Linked DNA regions of Zea mays: all the other regions are linked to region 2. Evidence: chromatin contacts called from public Hi-C data. All regions are on one chromosome and are shown on one strand. The core of a region is the stretch at or near the end of the contact, and the rest is flanking DNA. Distances in the headings are between cores, read along the strand shown.

What was found. A called contact is a pair of places that touch in the nucleus more often than the background predicts.
Region 1: a Hi-C map of ear shows a contact between it and region 2, with 4 times the contacts expected there. The contact joins the promoter of LOC100279441 here to the promoter of LOC100194322 in region 2. A contact is called at or near these places in 13 of 25 Hi-C or Micro-C datasets (bundle sheath, ear, endosperm and 3 more) and 1 of 3 datasets of contacts at active chromatin or transcription factors (leaf).
Region 3: a contact with region 2 is called in a Hi-C map of leaf mesophyll, with 6 times the contacts expected there. The contact joins the promoter of LOC100276702 here to the promoter of LOC100194322 in region 2. A contact is called at or near these places in 9 of 25 Hi-C or Micro-C datasets (bundle sheath, ear, endosperm and 4 more).

Annotation. Positions count from the first base shown.
Region 1 is chr9:21,775,829-21,778,528 of Zm-B73-REFERENCE-NAM-5.0, forward strand. It overlaps LOC100279441 (DUF1995 domain protein), which reads left to right and starts at 1,378. Exons shown (of 9, transcript NM_001152448.1): 1 at 1,378-1,647; 2 at 1,733-1,820; 3 at 2,010-2,120; 4 at 2,309-2,391. The coding sequence starts at 1,400. It overlaps LOC100283300 (iron-sulfur assembly protein IscA), which reads left to right. Exons shown (of 3, transcript NM_001156202.1): 3 at 1-3.
Region 2 is chr9:21,435,007-21,437,706 of Zm-B73-REFERENCE-NAM-5.0, forward strand. LOC100194322 reads left to right here and starts at 1,319. Exons shown (of 9, transcript NM_001359457.1): 1 at 1,319-1,705; 2 at 1,822-1,906. The coding sequence starts at 1,638. It overlaps LOC100281884, which reads left to right. Exons shown (of 6, transcript NM_001154804.2): 6 at 1-68.
Region 3 is chr9:21,710,355-21,713,054 of Zm-B73-REFERENCE-NAM-5.0, forward strand. It overlaps LOC100276702, which reads left to right and starts at 1,271. Exons shown (of 2, transcript NM_001350801.1): 1 at 1,271-1,852; 2 at 2,010-2,309. The coding sequence starts at 1,393. The coding sequence ends at 1,815.

The sequences.
Region 1 (2,700 bases), core at 128-2,627, 340 kb after region 2:
ATCTATTTTATTAAACTTATCTACAGATAAAAAAATATTAAGTGTTGTTTGGTTGTATACTTGAGGTGTTAAAAATGTTCGCTACTTCACTTGCCACATTGTCACGCCTAGGGTAAGACAGGTTTTACTGAGCTAGGCGTGTGTTTAGTTTGTGTGTTTAATTTGTAGCTATAGTTATGACAAGATTTTTCTCCTTTTGTGTAGGCTCCGGTCCTCGATAATCCATAAAGTGTGGCAAGATTTCCTTAAGCATGCCTAATATGTGGTGTAGAAATTGAGTGTCTAACCTTAAGCAAGTGTGGTAGAAAATGTGTGGCAATTTTGGTACTTTAGGCACACAACTAAACATGCCCTGTGTTTAAATTCTGCGCCACAGTTTGCTACGTTTAAGAGAACTTTGCCATACTTTTACATGTTATTGACAATGCCTATGGAGCTGGAGAAAATTAAATTTTGTCATAACTGCGGCTATAAACTAAACACATGTCTAACTTGATCAAACCTGACTAACTTTAGATGTGACAAACTGTGGCAATGAAGTAGCAAACCAAACAACTCTAATCTTTCCTTGGGACCATAGAGTTAGCAGGAGCATGTAGACTAGTACTAATGTGTTGCTACAGTTTCTATTTTACATAAATAAATATTATTTAAAGGATATAGTTGTTCAAACACGTTAAAACATTTACAATGATTTGTACTATGTTTGAAACAGTCGTTATGCCTGAATTTAACACATCTACTATAAAATCTACATAAATGTATTTTACATGTCGAGTAATAAACCACAACACAATTTCGTCGTGCCAGTCTCCCATCAGGTGGCTCGAGCGACATTGAACCCTAGCCACTACGGCCCCTCCCTCCTGTCTACGCCTTACATCACTGGAGTAAGTAGTTGAAAGTCTAGATAGGATTTGCGAGGATGGTAACAATGGGATTCTCCTTGCATGGCCTGTTAGGACTTAGCCTTTTCTGAGCACGGTATGGTCCATTGTCCATTAAGCCCGCATTAGCCTAGGCCGATCATCGTGAGGTACCACGTCGACACGGTCCGATTTTATTTTTTCCCAAATTTTTATAAAAATATTTATATTATATTTGAATATAAAGTATGAATAAAAAATATGTACGTCATTTTTGTTAGGTAAGTGTGAATATGTGTTGGAGCGAATCATCTCATTTTACCATTTAAACGGATGTGTTGTGCACATATTTAGCTTGTAACGAGAAACTCCTGCATTATACTCTGGCGCAGATCAAAAACCGCCACTTAATTTACACAAATTCCATCGGACGGGAAATTGATGGAACCCCGTTTCTATGCGTTATCCAAAGAGCTGCATAGCAGCGCTTCTCCCAGCCACGTCTTCATCACACACGGTCGCGGCGCGAAGCAATGGCGACCACGGCGCCGCTGCTCTCGCCCCAGCGCGCTTGCCCTACCCATCTCCGGCGCCGCCTCTCGCCCCTACATCTCGTATTCCCCCTCGACGCGTCAGCGAGGCGGCTGCGCCTTCGCCGGGCGCCGCCACCTTGTTCGGCCAAGTTCGGCAAGTTCGACGCCTCCGACGCCCCGGCGGAGGCCGAGGAGGCGGGGGGCGCGACGGATGGTGGGCTGGCGCAGCCCGTGGAGGAGGACGACAGGTCGGGTTCACTGCACCCTCAACTCGTGCGTAATTGAGAACACAAAAGATGCTGACGTTGTGAAGCGGCCTTCGCTGTGGTTCAGTTGCTTGCCATCGGATTTGGAGGGCGCGATTCGGCAGTCAGGGAAGGCGAGCGCAGATTTCGTAAACTCCGGAGGCATGCGAGCTATCGTATGATTCTCGCTGCGCATACTGCACATGCATATTGTCGCTTCTGTAATTCGGCTCAATCGTATATGCTGTAATAATGTATAAATGATGACATAATTATAGAAGTACTCTCTTTTTGCTGAGCTTCTGATTAGGCATCTTTACCATACGATTATTGACGATTTACGATTAGTGGTGTCAATATTGCAGGCAGAACTGCTGATCCCTCAGTTGGAATTCCTCAACGAGGAAGGAGCACAGGCTGAACTCTGGGCGTTGTCAAAGATTTTCCTGGACACACTTGTACAAGAGACAGGACAGGTTTGGATACAAGGTCGTTTCAGGCTTTCAGCATTAGACATGGCTTTTACTTTCTCCAACTTATAATTGCCTCACTCTCACTCTAATTGATGTTTGAGTCTACCAATTATCACTTTGCAAATTTGTTGCTCTCGACCTCTTGTGATTTATGTATTTGTCTGTTTCTGATACCACTTGGTGTTCTGCAGAAAGTTACTGCCATTTTCCCTGACGCTGGAGCAGCTGCCCTTCTCAAGCATCAATGGAAAGATGCACAATTCAAGTGTGCCAGGTACTAATGTACTATCCACTGAGAAGTGATGGTTTCATACCAAGTTGATGTAACTTGTTGCATCTCATGATTTTCTGACTACGAGCGGCATGCTACCGACGTCAATTGGAAATCACAATTGATTTTCTTTTGAGACCAGGAACAGTTAATTTTCTAGCTACCAAGAATTGGCCAGTTCACCTTTAGTCCTAGTTGCAAATGCCATATTATACTGGACATGACAAGGCAGAATTCTGACTCTTTGTATTCTTGAAGAAGAAACTTTATGGATGCTTCCAGATTATGACATTGAATAGTATTCAGGTTGTT
Region 2 (2,700 bases), core at 69-2,568:
CGCCTACTATCAGTAGTAGTCTCCTGTGACACCAACACGTGGAATGATAAGACTGCCTCCTTTTTTTTCATCATGGTTTTTTTCTTTTTCTTCGCTGCCGTCGAATATGCTGGCTATGAGTATTTAACTAACTGGTGGTGGTGGTGGTGGTGGTGAGCCACTTGAACAGACGGGACATGGCGGCACGTAAATGCCAAAAGTTTAGTGTTGTGAGAAGTGAGGATAATGATGACGACACCTTGTCGTGGACGCCGGCGGCCGGTCTGGATGTCTGATCCCACCACCGCCGTCCGCCGCCACCACGACCACCACCGAGGTCTCCCCACTCTAGAGTCCAGAGCTGTCACTCGTTGGGCAAGTAATAAGCAACTTGCTGCCCAAGCCGTCGCATCCGTCGCCGTCGAATCTGAAGGTGGCATGCGGACGACGGAGAGGTCAGCGGCGACCCCGGGTCGGCGAGGAGGGCCTGCTTGTCCAGCGCATCCCACCGTCGACCGGAAACTCGCCGGAAACTTTCCAGGCTACCTTATCCGTCGCCAAGCGGCCGTGGCTAGTCAGCAGTCTCCGGTGGCTGGATCCGTGACGTTTCGCTTGTGAGGTCACTCAGGTCAGTAGCCCGGTCCGGCCGTGCCGTGCGTGAGCCATCCCTGTTGGCTGCTGCTGCTGCTGTTAAGTGCTATGCTTTGCTAACATGGTTACTAGGGCATCCATACCATTCCAATTTTGGCGATTGCAGAAATGACAGGGAATAAGAAAAAAAAGCACGTTGCAATCATTGGTTTAGAAAAAAAAAAGCAATGGCCAATGGGCTCTGCGTACGTAGTGTTACGGAGGCGGCAGATTGGAATCGCGCGGGCCTGTCACTGCCACGAACGAAAGCTATCTGCTGCCCTCCATGCCAGGGCACACTGACTGACGCTTCCAGGACCAGGATCTACACAAGATAGACAAGACAAGTACCCATCAGGCAAGGCCTTCAGCCCAGCAAAGGTGGCCAAGCCATTTTTTTCTCAACAAAACTAGTGATGTTTGGTTCTTTATAAGGTTTTGACTAAAGTTTAGCCTGTGTTTACATCCAATATTCGAATGCCAATAACAAGGGTTTAATATAGTCTAATTACAAACTAATAACAAGGGGAAAAACAAAGCTCTTAAAAAGATACGTTTTTATAGAGAGTCGAGAAGGAGCTTAGGGCCCACGATCCCAGGCCGATGTTCACCCAGTACAAATGTACAACCCTTGTCCTCCTCCTTGGCCCATCGTCAATCTTCACCAAAGCCGCCTCGTCTGGATCTCTCTCACTCCTTTCGCGCACAAGGTTTTCAATGGCATTGACCGGTAGAACACGTGCCCGGACGCCAATTATCTCGCCCTTTCAGATTTGAGAACAACAAGGAGGAAAAGTAAACGCAAGTTCAGGAAAGGGGAGCCTCAAAAGGAGAGGGAGAGTGAGAGGGAGGGGAAGTGCGCTGCAGTGCTGCGCAGCTGCGCTGGGGAGAAGAGAAGAAGGTGCCAACCACTTCCCAAGGAGACCGCCAGCTCTGCTGCTGCACGACCGACCAGCCCGTCCACTCGCCTCGCCTTCCTCCGAGCCCCGGCGAGGAAGAGGAACCCGGCGCCGCCGGACGCACTTCCGATGGCGACGCCACGGAAGCCGATCAAGCTCACGCTGCCGTCCCACGAGACCACCATCGGCAAGTTCCTGTACGCTTCTCCGCTCCCCCTCCTCGCTGGCTTCCTTTTCCTTGTCTGTCGGTTAATTAATTGCCCGGCGCTGGTTACTTACTGGGGCTCTCAACCTTTGAGTGGGTTCCGGACAGGACGCACAGCGGGACGTTCACGGACGGGGATCTGCGCGTCAACAAGGACGGCCTCCGCATCGTCTCGCGGAGGGAGGGAGGCGAGGTAAGCCGCCCGCTGTAATAAGGACTAATAATCGCCCGCTGTAATAAGGACTAGGAATCGCGGCTTGGAGTCGTCCCGTTCGGAAATCGTCGTAGCATCGGGATAGCGAAAATCGGCTCTTGTAGCCGCTTCTCTTGAGGAAGCGCTGGGAGTATGGATGATTGCTTTGGCAGGCCAGGCAGAGATGGATTGGTCTCGTCGTTGAGCTCTGTTTGTTCGGAATCAGGGCGTTGCGCAGTGATAATTCCGTCGCATTTGTTTTCTTCACGGTAATGCAAATCAGTCGGCGAGCACGTAGATATTTTGGGCAAAGTTCTGCACTACTAGTTTCTCCACTTCACAGAAGTTTTCTAATAGCATGTCTGCATATGTGGCGTTCCCGTCTACTAATTATCTAACCAAGATACTGATTTGGGGGAAAACGATATGTAGCCTTGTGGCATTTTTACGGCTTTTTCAATTTGATGACTGGGCCACCATCCCATCCATTTGGTACTCTAATTAAGAGACTAGTTCAGGGAAAACGACAGGTAGCTTTGTGGCTCTTGACAGTTGACACCTTTTCCCATTTGATGAGTGAGACACAAATGAGACACTAGCAATAAATATATGTACGTTCTTTGGCGTACTGGGATTATAGATGTAGTATCTGTTAGCTGGATTCGTTCTGAATGAGACACAAATAGTGGGGAAAATGTTGTCATACCTGATAGGATGGATGATCCTAGGGCGACTGCAGAGGGTGTAGGGGCATGTGACCGGTGGCCAGGGCTTGAACCCCCGGAAGCGGATGG
Region 3 (2,700 bases), core at 21-2,520, 280 kb after region 2:
ATTTGATTTTGTTTTATTTGTGCATATTCAGTTAATGGAATTATATTGGTTAAATAACAAATAAATAAATGTAAAAAAATGCATATCATGCTGGAATTCTTGTGTGTTTGCATTTGTACTCAATTTTTGTAGACAAGTTAAGTTTGAAAAGTAGAATTTGAAATAGAAGGGGAAATAAGAAAAGCGAAAGAAAATTATATTAAAGTCATTTACTATTGCTAGAATTAAATAATGGGAAGGAGAATAGATAATAAATAAATAAATTACAAGAAATAAAAGTATTATTCAGGTGAGAATTGTGTTTGATATCTAGGAATTCGAAGTTCAAATATGAATTTAAATTCAGTTTGAAATCTGAAAATGGGTAAAAGGAGGATAGAAAATAAAATGAAAAAGGATATGGGAGCAGTCTCGGTTTTGGGCCTAATGTGGCCAGTTGGCCCGTGTACTCCTACTCCGCGGCCCACTACTCCTTCTGCACCCCACCCCCCCTATCGCGTGCGCCGCTCCCAGTCATCCGACCAGTGGGGCCGCACGACAGTCCGGCCAGTCCCTCCAGCCGCTCACTCGCATTTGTTTCACCGAAAGGTGGAACCCCCCCCCCCCCCCCCCCCCCCCCCCCCCCCCGCCCTCGTCAGTCGTCACCTCACCGGCGCGCGGGCCTGCCTTGTCGGACGCATCTTGCTCCTCCGTCCATTCCAGGTTCTGTTCACAGGACGCATGCTCCACCGAATCCCAACCGAAGGCCGTGAGCCGTAACCACGTTGGGGTTGTTGCGATTTTATCGCCAGCCTAATGCGACCACTGGAGTATAAATATGCGCGCTCTCGTGTCGGGCTTGGCGAATCCGCAGCCCTCCCTTTCTTCTTCCCTTGCCCCTCGGTACAGAGAGTTGGTGCGAGGGATTGGGGGAGCACCACATGAAGAACCTGCTGTCACTAGTATATATGAACACACGGTCTTCTTTACTGCGCCGGCGACGGCGAACCAGACCAGCTAAAATGAAGATAACGATACTTAGGGTACTTTATAAAATAAAGAAAAATCCATTCCAGGCCATGGAAGGTGGACCTTGTGTCTGGTTGGCCCAAAAACAGTGTCTTCAGCTGGCCCACAAATCATCCTCGGTCCGAAGAAGAGCGATCGACAAGGGCCCACGTGTAGACGCTGGTACCGCGCGCGGCACGGCAGTACTCCTTGGTCAGCACCCAGTCGCCAGGCCCTTCCTTCCAACGCAAGAGAGCTAGGCGGCGTGTTCCGTGCCTTGCCTTCCCAAGCAAGCAAGCAAGCTTTCATAATGTAGTATTGTAGTAGTTTCATTCAATTCACGAGTCACGACGTTCACGAGTCACGCCAGCATCAAAGCCGTGCGTGAGTAGGCCGATCTCTTGGATGATGGAGGAGGACCAGCAGATAGTCGCTGGCGTGGACGCCGCGGCCCGAGGCGGCGGCGGCCTGGGCCGCGCGGGAGCCGTCTTTCTCACCGCGACCTGCGCCGCAGCCACCTACAGCGCGGCGGCGGCAGGGGACGTCCCGTCCGTGGCGTTCGTGGTCGCCAGCTACGGCGCGCTCCTGCTTCTGCTGCGCTCCCTGCGCGCCTACGAGCTGGCGCCGCCGGAGGCGGCTGCACGCAGGGAAGCGCTCAGGCGCAGGGTCTGGGCGCTCTGCACGCTACTCAGCGTGATGTTCGCGTGGAAGGTTGCGAGCGTCGTCGCGACGCCGTGGCCGGTCGCTGTCGGCGTCTGGGCCGCGGCGGCCGTCACATCTGCCGCTGGGTTCGTTCTGCTGTTCCGCCAGCAGCAGCGTCGCCAATGAACGAGTGATCGGTGGATGTGTGTTCCGTCTGTAACTTGTAAGCTCCAAGAGCCTCAAATAGTTACAGGCATGGGATGGGATCGATGCCTGGCCTGGTTGCTAGCTGCTGTACGTATCATCTCAAACTTTCTGATGGTGATACGCAATTCGATCAAGTGCCTGATCGACGAGCTTTGTTTTATTATTTTTGGCAGGTTAGATTGCCCGTGCAATGCATGCATGCACGATGATGATGTTGTGCATATGTTATTGAAGGTTTTCCGTGTGCTGGTGCTGGTGCTGGCCTGGTGATACGGAGGAAGAAATGCTTTCAATCTACTGTACCCGGCCGGTACGTTCAGATGAATTGTGATGGCCTCTGCCACAAACCTATGTGTACGTATTGTATATATGTGCATGACACTATTTTAGCCTCATATCACTAGTTGATTGATATATTTCTGCGATCCAATTATGTGTTCGTTCTGCGATCCAATTATTTCCTTGGATTCATGCATGCTCCAGGAACCTTTTAAATCCATCATATCACTAGTTGATTGATATATTTCTAGTTCGAGCATATTCTTCATTACTATTGAAGTTAAGAGCTTTTTTTTATTTTTGTAGTTTTTCGTGAACTTATTTCTATCCGTTTTAAGTTCATCACTGTGCTCATCGGTTATCATCGAGAAAATCCAGGCACCAGTTGGCTCCTAAGCCTCTATTTTGAGAGTTTCGGTGTTTTGGAATTTCGAGGATTGGAAAATAAGCCTTGGAAAATAGGCCAAGATTGCCTCTGAGCAAAATAATAATAATAATAATAATAATAATAATAATAATAATAAAACAAAACAGTGAAGCTAGTTTTTGTGCCAACGTTTGTAATTCGCACCATCAATTATATTT